Regions from separate parts of the Gossypium hirsutum genome. Here region 2 is linked to region 1. A link is a contact called in public Hi-C data. All regions are on one chromosome and are shown on one strand. The core of a region is the stretch at or near the end of the contact, and the rest is flanking DNA. Distances in the headings are between cores, read along the strand shown. Region 1 has its middle 10 kb from the start of LOC107889356. Region 2 holds the start of LOC107889360 (leucine carboxyl methyltransferase 1 homolog).

What was found. Hi-C and Micro-C count contacts between places; a contact is called where the count stands out from the background.
Region 2: a Hi-C map of leaf shows a contact between it and region 1, with 2.9 times the contacts expected there. The contact joins the promoter of LOC107889360 here to the enhancer-like site in region 1. A contact is called at or near these places in 4 of 34 Hi-C or Micro-C datasets (callus, hypocotyl and leaf).

Annotation. Positions count from the first base shown.
Region 1 is chrA09:69,460,337-69,463,085 of Gossypium_hirsutum_v2.1, reverse strand. It overlaps the pseudogene LOC107889357. Among protein-coding and RNA genes, the nearest start is that of LOC107889356, 10 kb to the right of the region's middle. Within about 2 kb of position 1,320, at least 1 of the 9 cell types and tissues checked has an H3K27ac peak or open chromatin away from gene starts, as enhancers often do. A contact at or near this core is called in leaf, where this site is marked.
Region 2 is chrA09:69,578,256-69,580,993 of Gossypium_hirsutum_v2.1, reverse strand. LOC107889360 (leucine carboxyl methyltransferase 1 homolog) reads left to right here and starts at 1,346. Exons shown (of 9, transcript XM_016813752.2): 1 at 1,346-1,541; 2 at 1,618-1,726; 3 at 2,060-2,102; 4 at 2,225-2,290.

The sequences.
Region 1 (2,749 bases), core at 71-2,570:
ATGCGAAAGAGAGACACCAAACATAAAACAAAGCCTGATTGCTTCTTACAATACCCTGTTGGCTCCAAAAGTAAGAGATGCTTGTATGGAGATCACCACTGTTTCAGAAAGGGACTCGCATTTGATTGGGAGCCATTCTTGCAAACAACACACGAGTAGCTGCAGCGTTGACCTCTCTACTTGGTTCTATCAATTCAGGATTCTACTTCAAAGAGGGCTTAAAGAAAGAAAGTATGAATCTTTCAACACCCTCAGAGTCTTCCAAGTAATTACTGCTTCCATCTTGGCAGGTTTAATGTGGTGGCATTCGGATTATCGAGACATACAAGACCGCCTCGGTCTCCTCTTCTTCATTTCCATATTTTGGGGTGTCTTGCCATCGTTTAATGCAGTATTTGCCTTTCCCCAAGAACGTGCCATCTTTATGAAAGAGCGTGCTTCCGGTATGTACACTCTCTCTTCCTATTTTATGGCGCGGATTATTGGGGATCTCCCAATGGAGCTCATCCTTCCTACGGTTTTCCTTATCGTGACATACTGGATGGCTGGATTGAAACCTGATTTGGTGGCATTTCTTTTGACATTGGTGGTTCTTCTCGGCTACGTGCTCGTCTCTCAGGGGCTCGGCCTTGCATTTGGAGCAGTAATCATGGATGCCAAACAGGCTTCAACCATTGTTACTGTCACAATGCTAGCATTTGTTCTAACAGGAGGATACTACGTGCATAAGGTGCCAGCATGCATGGCATGGATCAAGTACGTCTCTACTACATATTACAGCTACAAGCTGTTTGTTAACGTCCAATACAGCCAAGGCAACAAAATTTCCTCGTTGTTGGGTTGCCTGCACCATGGAAGTAATAGAGTTAGCTGCAAGTTTATTGATCAAGACATCGCAGGGCAAATTAGCCCGAAACTGAGTGTGGGAATCTTGCTTCTAATGTTTGTAGGATATAGGTTGCTAGCTTACCTTGCATTGAGGCGCATCAAAGGTTGAGCCTTATGTATTATTAGTTTACACGTACTTGTAATTCATACATGCCCTTGTAATCGTAAATTTTCAAAAGGATGGCGAAGGAAAAAGAAAAGAGAGATTTATTCAGGAAGTTAAGTTTGCATTGATGTTTCGGCCACGCTAAGTGTAAGTCAAGAATCACTCTCTGCAATAAACTCTTGTCTTAGCATTTGTAAATTAAATAGCAAACAGCGACCTGCATTTCAGATGGGCTTTCTTCGGCTCATTGCTCGATTTCTGTAAAAGTCGAGGGATCAGGTAATATAGGCTTACTATTTTCAAGTTCTTGCTACCAATGGGCTGTTTTATGTTCTTTTCAGCAATTAGGCTGGTGATAGATATCTCGGTCCAAATGTGCTAATAAAGCCTCATTACATGCAGGCTGAAATTATTATTTAAATATTCAGTTATTAATTATCTGAGTTTTAAATTTGAAATTAAATTACAATTTAATTCAAAATTAACAATTAATTAAAATTAACTCAGTATAAAATACAATAAGATGTACAAAGTGCAAGGCCTACACTTGAGCTCAGAGAAAATCAATACATTGTCTTTTACAGAAACAAATATTATGCGTACAATATAGTAAGACATTGTCTTTTATACAAACAAATACTATGCATATAATATAGTATCTCACGACTTGAACAATCAATTAGTGAATATATCTTGGAACTTTAATGAAGTTGGTGTCTGCAAATTGAACCACAACTCATTGAGTTAAAATTGAAGATATATCACATATAATTCTTATTTTATAATTTTGTTAGAAGTTTTCACCTTTAGCACTAAACTGTCATGTGCTTCTCCTATTCCCAATAAACATTTACAAGAGAACCCCTTAAATTTTTGTTAAAGTGGCATCATTTCTTATGTTTATGTAGGTAGAGTTCATTTATTGTGCCCATTGCTTCAGACATTAAATAATATTCAATGAACTTTATTAAGAGTATTCAACTCATCCTCTATATACTATAAGAGCCCGCCCGGCGAAGTCTCCGTATTTGGTTACTATTTGGCGTATATATAGTAAATTAAGGATAGATTTGGGTAAGAAAATATTTGTTCTGGCTAAGTATAGAATTTTGTGTAATATGTCATTTGGCGAAATCCTAGTTTGGCAAGTTTTAAGGTTCAACGGACTCTTTTCTTAAGTATCCGGCCCATCCAGATGCTTTGGGCGAACTCGTTAAGTTCGCAATTGTTTAGATTTGTTTATTATTTTAGTATGGTGGTTTGGTTAATCAAGTTGAGGTCTAGTTAGAACAGAACCAGACTATTGTAGAGAATAAGACCTAAATTTTATTAAGTGCACTTAATCACGTGAATCAAGAGAATTAGTGTAATTATCTGATTTTTTTCACTAATCTTTGTCTCCGTTACTTAAGTAAATAAGGATAGCGGTGGTATTTCTGAAACACTTTTACATTTTCTTCTTTTTTCTTGATTTCCTTTCAAAGTATCCAAAAAACTTAAGTTTAGAAAACTTTATCGAAGTGAAGGTTCGCAGTATCTAGCTAACTTATACGTTAGTATCAACTCAATTGTAATTACTGATGAACCCTTAGGTTACCATTGAAGTCATTTATGTGTTTTTCGCATTGCATGCATAGATATTAGAATGGTGTGTGAGGAAGGAAATTTCCTGATTCTGGATTCAATGTTGTTGATTCTTATATGCATATTCAGATTTGATAGATTGATGATCTGATATGTATCAGTATCTTTCTT
Region 2 (2,738 bases), core at 97-2,596, 120 kb before region 1:
AATCTCAGCCAACGGAAGAGATGTGATAAGTCGTAATTTATACATATTTTTACCCCATGCTTAGCACATTTTTGGATGAATTATCATTAGATTTGTGGAATTTGATGCTCCTAATCCTTTGATTTCATGTTTTATACTTAGGTGAGCATAGGAAAGTAAAAAGAGCAAGAAAAGGGCCAAAAACGGAGAAAATGAGTCAACGTGGGAAATCAACACAGCCTGGACTTCCTCACACGGGTAGACCACACACCCGTGTCTATTTAGCAGACTTTAACACGGCCTAAGCCACCCCACACGGGCGTGGCACACGGCCGTGTCCCTGTCGAGCCCAAGTCTAGTTCTACTCGGAAAAGGTCACTTTTGAGGGTTTTGAAGCATTCAAAAGCCTATATAAACACCCGAGGAGGCACTTAAAGGTGAACACACGGAGTGGAAGGCAAAGAATTACTCGAAGAAAACCGATTGATCCATCTCAGAAGCCAGATTCTCCTTCAAGACTGAAGATCTCCCTTCAATTTCCTTCAGGGGTTTTTGGGTTTCTTTATGTTTTGTTATTATTATTCTTCTGAGATGTTTTCTTTTACACATATGAACTGAATTCCCTAAATACCTAAGGGAGATGAAACCTAAGACGGATCTTGTTAATATTTTCTGAATTATATGATAAATACTTGATTTGTTCTTAATTATGTGTTCTTAATTCTTGCTTTAACATTCCAGGATATTGATTCAAGTATTGATGTGCTTATTCAGAGGAGCAAAAGTCCCTGTCTAAGAGAAGATCTAGCATAATTAAGCGAATTTGATTACACCCCTAGACATAGGGCAACATAAATCTACCGGATTAGGGTCAAACCTAATAAGGGACTCCATAGATCGAGTTAATGCAACACTAAGGGTTTTAATTAGAAAGAGATTTCAATTAATCAACCTAGGGTTAGACGTTGTTAGTCTCGAGAGAGATAATAATATAAATTAGGGATTTCTACGGATCGAGTCAAGTGAATAAATCGTCTAGTTCAGAGTCAAATAATAAGTGAAGTCTAGGTGGATTCTTCCTTGGGTATTGTCTAAATCAATCAGTTTTTCCAAAAGTATTTCCTCAATTTACTTCCTGTGCATTCTTAGTTTAGTTAATTAGTTTAGATAAAACAAATCCCTTTATTTTTAGGCTAGATAATAAAAAGAAGGTTAATACTAGTACTTTTAGTTCCTGTGGGTTCGACATTCCGGTCTTGCTATAAGCTATACTACTGTTCAATAAGTGCACTTGCCTTTATCGTGGTAATAGTTAGTTTTCAAGTGCGATCAATCATAAATATAAAAATTATCACGTACATCAAGACGTGGCGTGCAATTTGACTGTTCCAATTTCGTTTTCAACGTTAAATTAAAACCCTAGCCTCTTCCTTTTGCTTCTATCGGGGGGGAAGGGAATCATGTCTTTCGATCTCATATGCTGAAGCCGTCCTGTAGCTACTTCGGATCCTCCTAAGATCTGTACAGCTGAGGACCAAAAGAAGAAAGATGATGAGGATCTGGTGAGTGGCTTTTTGGGATTTAGCTTTTTTGGTTAACTGTATTGATTTTTTTAACACTTGGCTTTTTTTTATGCAGTCGGCGGAGGATTTGGCTTTGAAACAACAGTTGGAGCTATATGTAGAGAGAGTTCAGGGTTCCGATCCTGGGTTACAGAAAGTAGGCCCTGAGAGCATGAGTATGTGAGGTGAGCATTGTCCGACTTGATAACATGCTAATTTACTCTACTTTTTGTGAAAATTTTGTATTAGCAGTTCTTCATCAGCTATATCTGGTCAAACTTATGAGTGGTTTTAGATTGTGTTAATGTTTTTGTGTTTGTTGGTATATTGGTTTCAAGTTCCACTTTGTGTTGGTGCTCCGACTTAGAATTTGTAACCAGAAGATCACCTATGCGAATTTATTTTTGGAACTAATTTACTTCTTCTTTATTTTTCAATCTATAATAAACATATTGGTTTCATGTTCGTGTTGACATATAACTAGAATAAATTTGTTCTCACTTCATTGTTGTTCTCAGGAACTTGGCTGGAGAAATTGCACAAGAGTATGGGAAGCGACAGGTTAGAAATATAAGGAATCTTTAGACAATTCATAGTTTCTATGAGTTATGTAATGTAGGGTTATCTTTAATGGCGAGACATTAATCTGGATGTTAATGTTATTTACTTTCTTGCTAATGCAGAGTGAAGAGGCTGCAATTGAAGATCTACTGGAGCTTGTGCAATAGATTGTTTCATTTCACATAAACGTATAGCTTTCTCCTTGTCATATGGAGCTTGTGCAAAAGATTGTTTCATTTCGTAATTTCTATAAGTTATGTTAATTGAAAACTCTTTTCGCTTATCATTTCTTTAATTCATTCATTTATTTTGGGGAAGAATTTTGGGGAAAAATAATATATTGAAATATCAATATGTTAAATCAATATTTTGGGGAAGATTTTTGTCATCATATAGCTTTGCCAATCCAAAGAGAAGTTCCATCCTATTCTTCAGCTCTTTGATCTTTCTCCTTATCTTCCCTCTGTTTCCACTTGCTCCAGGTACCACCTATATATAATTATAATATTGGTGTGCTATGTTTCATGTTCAATGCTTTATAATTAGTTGTGTAATTCAATTCTTCCATTTCATTAAACATTTAAGGTGCATAGATGTTGGATACTACAAGATCCTGCCTATGGATAATAGGCTATC